Linked DNA regions of Rattus norvegicus: region 1 is linked to region 2. A link is a contact called in public Hi-C data. All regions are on one chromosome and are shown on one strand. Each heading gives the region's core, a stretch centred on a gene start, on an enhancer-like site or on the middle of the called end of the contact. The rest is flanking DNA. Distances are from core to core; before and after follow the strand shown.

Evidence for each region. A called contact is a pair of places that touch in the nucleus more often than the background predicts.
Region 1: a contact with region 2 is called in a Hi-C map of hepatocytes, with 2.5 times the contacts expected there. The contact joins the enhancer-like site here to the promoter of Zfp623 in region 2. A contact is called at or near these places in 3 of 12 Hi-C or Micro-C datasets (frontal cortex, hepatocytes and liver).

The regions. Positions count from the first base shown.
Region 1 is chr7:109,748,926-109,755,536 of GRCr8, reverse strand. LOC102548374 (a long non-coding RNA gene) reads right to left here. Exons shown (of 5, transcript XR_005487512.2): 5 at 3,107-4,284. Among named protein-coding and RNA genes, the nearest start is that of Dstl1, 16 kb to the right of the region's middle. Within about 2 kb of position 1,581, at least 59 of the 93 cell types and tissues checked have an H3K27ac peak or open chromatin away from gene starts, as enhancers often do. A contact at or near this core is called in hepatocytes and liver, where this site is marked.
Region 2 is chr7:109,506,590-109,513,832 of GRCr8, reverse strand. It overlaps Zfp623 (zinc finger protein 623), which reads right to left and starts at 5,787. Exons shown (of 2, transcript NM_001398989.1): 1 at 5,676-5,787.

The sequences.
Region 1 (6,611 bases), core at 332-2,831, 250 kb before region 2:
TTTGAGATAGGGTCTCTCTCTTTCTCTCTCTCTCTCTCTCTCTCTCTCTCTCTCTCTCTCACACACACACACACACACACACACACACACACACACACACACACACACAGTATAGCTCTGAGGTGTCCTAGAACTCACTATGTAGACTAGGCTGACTTCAAACTCATAGAGATCTGCCTGCCTCTGCATCTGGAGTGTTGGGATTGAAGGTGTGTACCACGTCTAGCCAGTGGCTAGTCTCCATGGACATCTCCTCAAAAGAACAGGGTTTCTTAGCTTTATCCTGTGGAACTGCACCTGCAAGATGGGACATTCCTCAGCCCAACCTCTTAAATCCACCAGTTACAAAGACAATCGTTTATCTTCAGGAGCTCTGGGAAGCCAACCATAATCTGTAAACTGACATACAGGGGGAGGAGGGAGAGTGAATCTTTTATCTGTCTTTTTTTCTTCTTTCTCTCTGAGAAGGTCTTAGTACATATAGGCTGGCCTTGAACTCATTCTGTAGCCCAAGCTGGCCTAGTGTGTGATCCTCCTGCTTCAGCTCTCCACATGCTGGGATTACAGGCATTCATCACCATGATGATTCATAACCCTACATACCCCTTTGCTAACTGGGCCTCTAGGTACCCAAATGCTGGGATAGGGACATTTCTGTCTATGAGAAAGTAACAGATTGGGCACATCAAGCGTATTGGATGGTTCCTACCCCCATCAGAACCCTGCTTGCTGAATTCACCAGCCTTGATTCTCACACATTCCAAAGCCTGTCAGGGGAAAAGTCTGAACCCCCCAAAATGACAAGAGTCAGTAGGATATCCAGGAGGGTGGACCCACATCAAGAGGGGGCATTCGCTGTAGGGCTGGTGATGGGACCACCACTTAAAGGACTATTAACCACACAAGGTCAGAGAATAATGGATGGGGGTCATTAAGAACACTAGGCTCTTCTTCCCCTCCCTGCGCTCCTCTTTCAGGTTTGGTCAGAAGACGCTGGACCCTGGGGACATTGAATGGCCAGGCTACTGGCTGGGCCCCTGTCTTCACCCTCACATCTCACCAGTTGAGGCCTTGCCTGGCCCTCCTTGAAGACAGGGGCTGCAAGGGGCAGATTCTAGCTATGCTAGAAACTCTTCAAATTTCTTCCCTGGTGGTCTTAGAAGCCAGCTCAGAGCTGTTCCAGGGAGGACCACTAGGCCACCGAGCCACAGAGACACAGAGCCATGAAGCCACGGAGCCTTGGAGCCGCAGAAGCCGCCTCTAAGATGCACTGCCGTGTCAACGATTTCTCCCTTAGATAGTTGTTTCGTAATCTCATGTGTGTATTTTTTTTTTTTTTGGTTCTTTTTTTCGGAGCTGGGGACCGAACCCAGGGCCTTGCTCTTCCTAGGTAAGCGCTCTACCACGGAGCTAAATCCCCAGCCCCTCATGTGTGTATTTTAACAAAGCAGCCAGGAGCTGTTACGAGACTCTTCCAGCAGATGGCAGCAAAGGCTCTTGTTCCGATTAAATCACCGCCTCATGGCTCGTGCATGTTGCAACAGAAGAAAGAGGGTATTGTGTTGGATCTGAGAGGAGCCACCTCAGTTCTCGCAGGACCAAAGGCCTGGGCAGCCTGACATCATCTCAGACAACCCGTGCCCTTGACACTGGAACACACAGCTGACCAGGGTCTCTGAAGAGACGTCGCTGTCTGGGGACAGCAAACAGACAATGCGTGCATCCTGAAACTTAATCTCCTCAATCATAAATTCCTAATCTCCAAACCTGTGGCCACAAGCAGAAAGCTTAGGAAACTCATCGAATAGGAGTTCTTCTAATTGGTGATTTTTCTTTTTATTTAAAGACAGGATCTCACTATGGAAAGCAGAGGGGTCCTGAACTCACCTACCTCTGCCTTTTGAGTGCTGAGATTAAAGGCTTGTGCCACCATGCCCCTCCCCCACCACAGACCCTCTTTTTAAAAATATTTTTAGATGTATTTGTGTTTTTCGTGTGTGTGTGTGTGTGTGTGTGTGTTTTGCCTGCATGTATATCTGTGTATCTTTTTTTAAAAAAATATTTATTTATTTATTTAATGTACAGTTCATTGTCGCTGTCCTCAGACACACCGGAAGAGGGCATCAGATCTCATTACAGAATGTTGTGAGCCACCATGTGGTTGCTGGGAATTGAACTCAGGACCTCTGGAAGAGCAGGCAGTGCTCTTAACCGCTGAGCCATCTCTCCAGCCCATATCTGTGCATCTTGTATGTTCTGGTGTTTGTGTAAGTCGGAGGAGTCCCCTAGAACTGGAGTTACAGGTGGTGTGAGCCTCCATATAGGGGCCAAGAATCAAGCCCAGGTCCTCTTAAGCCTGGAGCCATCTTTCTCACCTTGAGTATTTTTTTAAAAGGTAGATCCTGGTTATTTTATATAATATATAAAGGAAAAGGTTGTGCATTTTGTTTTATTCTACTCCCTTTGGACATGGGAGGGCGTGATGAACTGGTCAGAGAGGATGAGCAAAGCCCCCGGCAGCATCAATGGGTGCCCTATAGCCTCTGCCGGTGAACCTGCAGGCCTGATTTGTGTGTCACAGCAAGACTGGACAGGATGTAGGAAAACATTAGGGAGAGAAGGCAGCCCGCATGGTTGGTGCCGTGATCCTCCGTGTCCCTCTCCCACATGACCCTCAGTGTCAGGACCCCACCTCCTAAGGATCTGACATCTCCCTATGCCGTCAGCCCTCAACCCTCCTAACGCTGTGACCCTTTAATGTCGTGGTGACCCCCAACCATAATGAATCTCATTACTGCTTTGTAACTGTGATTTTGCTACTGTTATGACTTGTGACGCAAATACCTGCGTTTTCCGATGGTCTTAGGTGACCTCTGTGAAAGGGTTGTCCAACCCCCAAAGAGGTCACGGACCACAGGTTGAGAGCCTGTGCCCTCTGATGTCATCTGTTGAGAATATCTCAGATGAGAGAATTCCTGTGCCTAAATTAAAAAAAAAATGCTTGCACATGAATTGTAAAACTGTAAGTGTGCTACCTCTGAGCTTCCCGCCCCAGCCCCTGTCCTGCCCAGCCATGCACTTCTTTCTTACCCTTTGGCTATGCAAAGCTATTGCAACAGTGTATTCATTGTGTTTGGAAGAGACCCGAAGGTTTTTCCCACATGGTCTTAATAAAATTATTTTATTGATCTGTGGGAATATACAAATAAAATGTCCTTATGGAAATTCTGCTAGGACATGTACTGGGAAGTGCCCACATTCCCTAACATTTCAGTGCAAGAGAGCTTGACGGTACCCATTGGCTGGTGCCCGCGTCAGCTTTCGGAGGGTGAATGTCCAGGACTGTGAAGACACCCAAGCAAACAAACCTGTGAGGTGGGGAGAGTACTTTTCACTCGGCAGAGAATACAGTGGAATTTAACGACGTGGAACCATGTTACGAAAGCAGAACCATCCTCCACACCGTGTCTCATTCTTCCTGCTTGGGGTACGCGTCATGAGGTCAAGACTCTTAGTGGGGTTTGAATAGATATGGCTCCTATAGACTCATGTGTTTGAATTCATGGCCCATGGGGAGTGGCACTATTAGAAGATATGGTCTTCTTGGAGGAAGTGCGTCACTGTGGGGGTGGACTTTGAGGTCTCCTATGCTCAAGCTACGCCCAGTGTGGGACACAGTCTCCTCCTCTGCCTTTGGATCGAGGTACAGAACTCTGGCTCCTCCAGCACCGTGTCTGCCTGCACACTGCCATGCTTCTCACCATGACGATAACGGACTGAACCTCTGAAACCGTAAGCCAACCCCAATGAACTTTGTCCTTTCCAAGCGTTGCCTCAGTCACGGTGTCTGTTCACAGCAATAAAGCCCTAGCTGAGACAACTCTTTCCGTGGCACGAGGTGTAGGGTGGTCACTGGGCCTGTGCAGCGACGCCCCTGTATTCCCAGGCACGGGGCAGAGGGAAGCATTGCCCCGTCCTCTTGTGGTCCACTAGGCTCTGTAGCTGGTAACAGCCAGTGAGGTAATGGTACTCAGAGCCGGGCTAAGCTCTCCTACCCCACCATCAGCCAGGAAGAGCCACACTGCTCTAGATGGCTGGCTAGGTCCTGGAGTAAAGATGGCAGAGCTGAGCCTCAGCCAATCCCTGCAGGCAACAGAGCGAGAAGAAGGCGTAACTCTTCAGTCTCTGGGTATGACGGTTAGTGCTGTCGACATGCCACAACTTAGAGCTCCTCGGGGATCTCATGAAGGGATGGTCTCTATCTTGGTTGGCCTGTGAGCATGCCTGTGGAAGATTGTCTAGATTTGTAATTGGTGTTGGAAGACCCAGCCCACTGTGAGCGGTGCTATTCCTTAGGTAGGGGATCGTGAACTGACCTCTCTCTGCTTTCGATTATATTATAAATAAACTGGGACTCCATGCTTCAGGCTCTCCACATCTTGAGAGCTTCACAGTAAAGAGCTGTAACCTGAACTGTAAGCTAAAATAAACCTATTCTCCCTAAGGTTTTGTTGTTTTATTTATTTATTTATTTATTTATTTATTTATTTAGTGGGTTTTTTAATATGAATACATTGTAGCTGTCTTCAGGCACACCAGAAGAGGCCATCAGATGCCATTACAGATGGTTGTGAGTCACCATGTGGTTGCTGGGAATTGAACTCAGGACCTTTGGAAGAGCAGTCAGTGCTCCTAACCACTGAGCCATCTCTCCGGCCCTAAGATGGATTTTGTTTTGTTTTGTTTTGAAAGAGTTCTATAATAGCAACAGAAATGAAACTATGGCACAGGGGTGTTTGGCAAGTGTGGCACAACCAAGTCTGTCCCAATGTGATGGAGATTGGTGCCAGAAGTGGTGCTGCCGTAACCAACCCCACGTGACTGTAACCTCAGGACTCACAGCCAGGCACCAGCCTTCAGTGGTTAGAAAGGGAGGGGGATCCATGTTATGCAAAGCACTTGGCAAGATAGCAAGGAAGCAGGCTGAGTATCTCCTGACCTTGTGGCCCAGGGAGGAGGACACCAAGGGTTTCTGCTTCTTTTCTGGGCACTCGCTGGGTGAGCTGTGCTCAACTGCAGCAAGGACAGGCAGGGACGAAGGAACCCTGGGTGACTGTGGTCTCGTTGTTAAAATCGCTGTCTTATGTTAAATAAACTAAGGGGGTTGGTAGGGAGATGGCTCACTGTGCAAAAAACTTGCTGCATAAGCAAAACAACATTAGTTGGGACCCCCCAAAACCCATATAAACACCAGGAAGGTACATCAGCTCATTTGCAATCCTAGCGACATAGAAGGCAGAGATGGGGATCCCCAGAACCAGCTGGCTAGATAGACTAGCCATATCAGAGAGTTATGGTGAGAGACATAAGCTGTATATGGTAGAGAGTGAGGAAGATATCCACCATATGACCCCCACATGCACATATGCACCCACATACATGGGAACACACATACACACATGTGTGCACATTGCAAACATACACAGATTAAAAAATAATAATAAAACACATAGTTTTCCCTTTTTCTTTTTTTCGGAACAAGATCTTACTACACAATCACCCAGAATGCTAGCTAGTTTTTATGTCAACTTGACATAATCTAGGGTCCTATGGGAAGAAGAAGTCCTAACTGAGCAAAATGCCTCCATAGAATTGGCTTGTAGGCAATGCCTGTAGGGCATTGTCTTGATTGATGATTGATGTGGGAGGGCCCAGCTCACTGTAGGTGGTGTCATCAATTAGCTGATGATCCTGATGTTGCAAGAAAGCAGGCTCAGCCATTAAAAGCTCATAACCCAAAAGATAAGAAAGCAGGCTGAGCAAGTCATGAGGGGCAAGTCAGCAAGCAGCATTCCTCTATGGCCTCTGTGTCAGTTCCTGCCTCCAGATTCTTGGCCTGCTTAAGCTCCTGCCCTGACTTCCTTTGATGATGGATTATGGTGTGGGTGTAAGTGAAATAAGCCTTTTCCCTTGTCCGTGTTCCACACCCTCCGTCTCTCTTGTTTCCTGACTGAAAAATCACCGTGCCTTGAGCTGTCTGCAAATGGGTGTCTGTAGCCTTTTCTTAGCAGGTTTGGGGCCAAGCCTGGACCTTGAACATTTCCAGGCACTGACAATTATTCAAGCCATTGGCCAGGACACTGAAAGGACCACCTCTGTCCCTAGTCAGGTTCCGAAGCCTTCATATAAATGCTACCCCGTCCCATCCCTTGCTGGAGACACACCTGATAGGAAATGTTTCTCCTTGTGTTGTTGGTACAAGGGTAAGTTACCAAACCGTGTAAGTGCCTCTGAGAAAGGCTTGGGTTTGTCCAGCGAATCCCACTTGGCTCCTTTCTAGCTTGATTTGGCGCCCTCGGTTAGAGGAAACCCCTGCTGCACCTTTTGAGTTAACCCGTAGTGTGGACTTGGCAGGAAAGACACTGGAATATCCAGTATAAGAAACAGAAAAATTACACTGGGAATGGTGGCAAATGCCTTTCATCCCAGCACTCAGGAGGCAGAGGCAGAGGCTCTGTGAGTTCAAGGCCAGCTGGGTCCACAACTCCCGATCCAGGAGAGCCAGGGCTGTTACACAGAGAAACCTTGTTTGGAGAAACAGACTTTACAAG
Region 2 (7,243 bases), core at 4,538-7,037:
GATGGCATGCAAACACCACACATTTTCTCTTTAAGGCAGGGTCTCACTCTGGGGCAGGGGCTGGCTTAGAACTCACGATGGTCTCAATTCACGGAGATCTACCTGCTTCTGCCTCCCCGGTGCTGAGATTAAAGGTGTGCGCCATCACTCTGCCAACTACAACATTTTAAGAAACTCAAGCATTCTCTGATTTCTGTACCTGCAGCGAGGAAGGGTTATAGAATCCTTTCCTGCAACTCACCTGCCCTCTTCTTCCCATCACCTGTGTGAGACCAGCCCTGGCCAGATCCTACCCGATTTGGAGCTGTCTAAACTCTTGCTCTCTACACTGATACCCTAAGGCTGTGTCAGCCATGTTCTACACCCACTCAACTCTCCTTTTCTTCTTTTTAATTCATCTCGAGAGCTGTAGAGACAGCCCAGAGGTTAAGGGTGCTTGCTGTTCTTGCAGAGGACCCAGGTTCAGATCCCAGTACACAAACCAACGGGAACTCACAACTGTCTGTGACTTCAGTTCCAGGAGGTCTGATGCCATATTCTGACCTCCATGGGCACCAGGAACACATGTGGTACATGTGGCACGCACGCACGCATGCACACAGTTAAAACACTTATGTGTATAAGTGTTTAAAATATCTAATGCTTTTTTCCTGCCCCTTAACCCTTACTTTAATGAGAAGAAAGGCAGGGAGACAGGAAAGGCCACTTCCACCACTGACCTGTGTCCCCATCAGTCTTCCCGTTTCCTGAGTCAAACTGTACTCGACCTGAAAGAAGGTCCTTGCCTCCCCTTGCTCTAGTCCTCCCACCCCATCTCGTGCAGCCATCATTCCTCCCTCTTCAGATAAAAGCTTCTCTGCTCCTCTAGCCTGCCATTCCAAGTCGCATGCAGAAATGCTAGCTCTCCCACATAACTGGGGAAGGAGAGCTGGAAGTGACACGGTAGGGAACAGAGGATCTCCACATCCTGTAGGTAGAGCATTAGCATCTCACTTAAAAAAAAAACTAAATCATACACTATCTAGCCTCAACTACTCTGAAGGCTGAGGCCGGAGGATGAACTGCTCTGGGGGAACATATCAATATCCTACCTCAAAGACCACAAATACCAATCTAACTTCCTGAATTCTAGTCCCTCTCCAGCTACTGTCCCTCCTCTCCTTCACAATGACACTCGATGGTCACTGAGTTTATCTTTAGATCTCCTTTCTTTTTTCTTTTCTTTTCTTTTTTTTTTAAGATTTATTTATTATGTATACAGCATTCTACCTGCAGCTATGCCAGATCTCATTACAGATGGTTGTGAGCCACCATGTGGTTGCTGGGAATTGAACTCAGGACCTCTGGAAGAGCAGCCAGTGCTCTTAACTACTGAGCCGGCTCCTCCTCTCCTTTCTTATAGAAAGGATCTCATTGGGGTCAGACTCAAAATAGTCTACAGTGTTACCAAAGTTGGTCACTTATTCAACCCCACTTCCAGCAGCGCCTGTCATCTACTGACTGTCTCAGTGCTCCTGAAACAGCCTCTCCTAGCTCTCTCCAGCTATCTCCTACCAGTGTTCAGTGAAGACAATGGAGCTCTGCCTCCATCCCTACTAACCCACCTTAGCAGAGCAATGGCATATAGCCCTGAGAATGTTTTCTTCCTGAAACTGGGCTCTTCCCCAGCCTCCACATTTGACTACCTTTCAACCTGATGCCTTCTCTTGGGCTTTCTCTGGTTTCTAAACCTCCAGTGTCTACACTCTGACTTCTGCTCAATCTGCCCCTTCCATGGTGAAATCTCTACCACCTGCATTTGTTCGGGCTGTAATCGTCCACTAACCCCTCACTTCCTTACTATTCACGTCTCACATCCAATGTGCTACAGGCCGTTGTCCTGCACCCTGCTCCTGTCTCAGAACCTCAAGGCTCCCCTCTACTGCTATATCTCAAGGCACAAGGGTGACAATCTTCTAACCTGTCTTCATACTCCCTTCCTCATCTGCTTTTCGACAAAGCCAACAGGCTGACCCTTTCAAAGCATAAATGAAATGGCGACTTTCTATTGTAAAGCCTTCAAGGCTCTCCAGTCCCCTCCTACTAGCACTCTTCCCGGAGTATGTAGATGAATTATCCGGAACACTTGAGTCGCTTACTAGACAATTGTGGTGAATATTCTTGGCCAGAGAGTGGCACTATTAGAAGGTGTGGCCTTGTTGGAGTAGGAGTGGTCTTGTTGGAGGAAGTGTGTCACTGTGGGGGTGGGATTTAAGAGACCCTTCCTCCTAGCTGCCTGGAAGAAAGTATTCTTCTGTTTCCCTTCAGAACAAGAAGTAGAACTCTCAGTTCCTCCAGCGCCATGCCTGCCTAGATGCTACTACTATGCTCCCACCTTGAGGATAATGGACTGTACCTTTGAACCTGTAAGCCAGCCCCAGTTAAATATTGTCCCTTAAAAAAGTTGCCTTGGTCATGGAGGTCTCCTCACAGCATGAAACCCTAACTAAGAAAACAATTGAGCTCAACCATTCCCATCACCCCTTCTAAGAGCTGGCTGTTCCCAGAGGCCAGTGCTCTACTCGCTCCTTGCAAGCTTTAAGCTTCAAGACTGCTAAAGCTACAGCTAGGCAGTGCTGTCAGCCCCGGGGCACTAAAGTCTAACTGATATTCAGCATAAGGAAGTCTAAGGCAACCCGGCCAGCCACAGTGCTTGGAGAGGACCTGCATCATCTCATGTGCATCCCAGAATAGATGCTACACTGTTTACAGAGGGGAATAGCCTAGTAGCGAAAGGAGATCAACCAAGATCATTGGTCCAGTCAGGAGCAGACCCAAGGTTCAAGTTTGGGTCTGTTACCCCCAAGTCCATGTCCTGGCTTGAGAGGTTGTATAGAGTATTTCACTTATAGATGGGCAGAATCAGTATTATGAAGAAATCTGTAGGGCTAGAGAGATGGCTCAGTGGTTAAGAGCACCGACTGCTCTCCCAGAGGTCCTGAGTTCAAATCCCAGCAACCACATGGTGGCTCACAAGCATCTGTAATGGGATCTGATGCCCTCTTGTGGAGTGTCTGAAGACAGCTATAGTGTACTTATATAGAATAAATAAATAGATCTTTAAGAAATCTGTACATTGAAACTTTATGTTTAGGAAAAAAATGGTAAAATGGACATGTGATTTACTTTAGAAAACACTGATACCTTCGGACTTTTATTATTTTATAGAGCGCTGAAGAAGGGACTCAGGATATTATGCGCACTGAGCAAGTGCTCTACCAGCGAGCTACACCTCAGCCCCTTCTATCAGACATAAAATGACTATGCTACCCAGACACAAGCCTGCAGCTCTGTACAAGAATAGCTTAGACCCATGTGACTTTTACAATCTCTCATTTTAAGGGAAGTTTCTTAAATAAAATACATCTGCTTGAAGAGATATTTATCTCAAAGTCGGAAATCCAGGAGCTACACAGATGGCTGAGCACTGACTGCTCTTCCAGAGCGCCTGGGTTCAATACCCAGAACCCACACAACAGTTTACAAGTCTGCAATTCAAGTTCTAGGGAATACAATGCCCTCTTCTGCCTTCTAAGGGTGCCAGGACACACAGACGGACAGACTAATAAGCATGCAAAACGCCCATGCTGAAAGATGTCTGGCCACACTGTGAACACCAAGACACTGTTAGCTCAGCCCTTGGCACACAGCTTGAATCCCTCTGGCTGGACTACAGACACGCCCTTAGCACACATCTTTAATCCCAAACAATGAAGGTAAAGATAGTTTGTAAAAGGAAGCACCCATGTTTGAAAATGGTATCTAATTAAGTGGCAGACATGGTGACAAATCAGAGAAAGATTTGACAGAATAGGATACGCCCAACTCTCATTAGAAGAGAGGAAAGGGAGGCTACTTAAGGGGCGGTATAGAGACAGAAGAGAGGCCGTTTTACAGACAGGTTGAAGAGGCAGAAGATTAGAACAGAATACCAGAGTTAGCTGGAGGCCAAACAGAGCAATGCAGAAGCCAGACTGGATCAGTCAGCTGGGAAACACCTTTGATACAGAGCAGCTGAGTTAATCCAACCAGGACAATCCAGAAAGAACTAGAAAGGGTGAGCTTATTCAGTAGCCAAGTCTCAGAGGCTGAAAACATTCTAGGCCTATACTAGATTGTATGGAGGCTAGAAGCTTCCAGGACAAGTTAGCAGATGGAGGTAGTAAACCTTAGAGACAACAATTCCAGCAGAAGAGAAACCAGCATTATGTACCCGTACACATAAAGTAAAATAGGAGCGGCAAAGTCTGGGTAGCTACGGCCTTGGGGATAACCAGGCAGGTGTTAGTCCATCCATCTCCATAGCAACCTGTGGATGCTCCAGTTGGAGAGGTAGCTGAGCGCTGCGTGTTCAAAGCCTGCTTATTTGTGGTCAAAAAGAATAGTGCCAGTGGCTGGCTGCCCTCTTAAGACCCCTTTTCTAACCTCTACCCCTAGCACCTACACAAGGTCTCCTGCTGACACCATCTTCTAATAACAAACCCAGGACCTCTCAGCAGCCATTTTCCATAAACCAACGGAGCAGTCAGAAAGGCTCTGTGATGTACTTCAAGGACGCCACTCTGTTCTAGCCCGCTGCTTCTCTGACATCCCTTCCACTTCCAGATCAGACCATGAGTTTTGTAGGGGGCCTTTCCCAGGTCTGCCCTTTCTATAGATCATCCTCCAAAGTATTCCAGAACCAGAAATCCACCCCCCCCAAGGCACCAGGAGTGTCCAGAACTGCATGTGTCAGCTTGTGAAGGTTTCTCTGTACCTCCCACGAAAAAGAATGCCACCATTACGCCAAGTATTAACACAGATACAATACCACATCCGTGACAGCAGAACAAAGGTCTGCTCTCTGTCTTAAAACTTGGTGTGTATGTGTGTGTGGCGGAGGGAGGATGTCTGATTTCTTCGTGAGTAGAAGACATTTGTTCTTTCATTGGGACGGGTCTCAGAGGAACGATGTCTGTAAGTGCACAGGGTGACTGTGAAAGTCAGCTCCACCTAGACACTACCTGAGTTTAGAACTGTTCTTCGGCTAATACCCTGGGAAACCTCTAGCATACCACTCAAGTCCTGGGAACTCCTGGACCGGTGGGGCAGGGTGCAAAGAGGATTAAATGTTCCTGGCATTATCACACAGATGTCATAGACTTTGATTCAGGCACTTCATGAAATAGCTTGGCTGACACCTGACCCCACCTAAGAATCCTCCTTCAGGCCATATGGAGCTGATTGTGCCCAACACATATCTTCAACCCCTGAAACACTGGGGGTGCCTGCACTACATCTCCTCCGACAGAGACCGAAAGGTCTAAGGGAAGGCAGGAGGGCAAGGTACACGCCGAACAGCAGCGTTGTGCGCACCTGCACACCATCACCTGAGCAGCTAGCCTTCAAGCAGCCGCTCGCAGGCCTGACCCGCAGGCTGCAAAGCTGAGTGTGCAGCGCTTGAGGGCCTCTATGTCCGCGGAAGACCGGTCCAAGCATCAGTTCCGCGAGAAGATGCAAGGCTCCGGCCCGAACCAAGCGAGGAGTTGCGGACACCCGCAAAAGCGAAGTGCAGCCGGCCCGGGACACCAATCAACTCGCTGAGCCCGGCCGACCAGGAGCCCGCCCACCTGCGCGAGCCGCGCTGCCTCACTCACCCGGAGCCCGGCGCCGAGAGGACAGCGCGGAACCAAGCCGAGCCGCATCCAGGCGCGCAACCCCGGGCAGCCACAAAGCCCGCACCGCCGCCGCACGCCCCAGCCGGAAGCTGCCCGAGGCTCCGCCCGGAGGACATCCGTAGGCACTCTAGGATAAGAATGGGGGCCGGGGCCGTCTCCATGTCACAGACTTCCGGGCCAGATTCCTGCGGTCAGCTGGAGGACCCAGTGCGCAGACGCGGGGGCTGAGCGCTCTGTTTGCGCACGTGAATGGTTCGGCGGAGCTTTTGGTTTTGGGCTTTATCATTATTGTATACCTGTGTATGCCTATGGTGGAAGGACAACTTTGAGCCACTGTGCCTAAGACACAGCATCTTTGTAATAACCCCTGGAGACTCAGAGTAGTGAAGTCAAGGCAGTTTATTTTACAACCTTGCAAAGTCAGGTGAGAGCCTAGAATGCCAAACTCACTGATCGAGGCAGAGCCTTATTGTGTTTTAGTGTTTTGCATGCGCGTAGTGCACCATGTGTGTGCTTGGTGTTCCTGGGGGCCAGGAGAGAGCCTGGAAATGGAGTTGTACACACAGTCCTTAGCTGCCATGTGGGTGCTGGAAATCAAACCAGGACCCTTTGGAAGAGCACCAACTGCTTGCTCTTAACCCTGAGTAATTTCAGCTTCATGGAAGGTACAACCTCAAGAGTTAACTAGGTCTTCACAAAAAACTGTGGGTTTATCTCTATATTTTATATCCAGTTTTTAAAAAAAAAAAAACCTGCCACTGAAACTGCACATTCACCAATGTCCTCTCCTAGTCTCTCCAGTGCCAAGTCTCAGGTGCTTGCTATGAACCCTTCGTGCCTTCAAAGCCAGTACCACGTGGGTGACATCTATGCTACCAAGTTCAGCTGCTAGCATGAGGTATAACCTTGGCTGCTTCTGGAACACAGTTTCTGGGTAGCTCTTAAGAAATACTTAGAAGATTTTACCTCAATGATTCTAGTTTCTTCTTAATCACCACTAATTTCTCAGCTGCAGCTGACCAGCATCGAGTGTCACAGCAAAGCAAAGGTCTCACTTTAGTAGTTCTGGTATTCTTCAGCCTCTGCTAATCTGAATCTTAATTCAAACAAAGAAATGGCCCCAATAGAATCTTTAAGCTTCCCTGTGACACTTACCAAGGCAGATTTCCATCTTTGTCACTGCCTTCAACAGTCTTATGTTCCAAGCTCTCACAGAACAGCTCACTAAGCATTAAACACTTTTCACAACCCTCCCCCAAACAACATTATTTGTCACAGCAACACCCCACAATTCTAGGACCAATTTGTCTTGAAGCTCCTACTGCTTCAATGAAACCCCATATCAAAAACGCAAGTTGGGGGGTAAAGGGCCTATCTGGCTTACACTTTCTTGACACTGTTCATGACTGAAGGAAGTCAGGACAGGAAGGGAAACAGGGCCAGAGCCTGGAAGCATGAGTTAATTCAGAGGCCATGGAGGGGTACTGCTTACTGGCTTGCTCTACATGGTTCAATCACGTTTCTTTCTTATGGAATCCAGGACCATC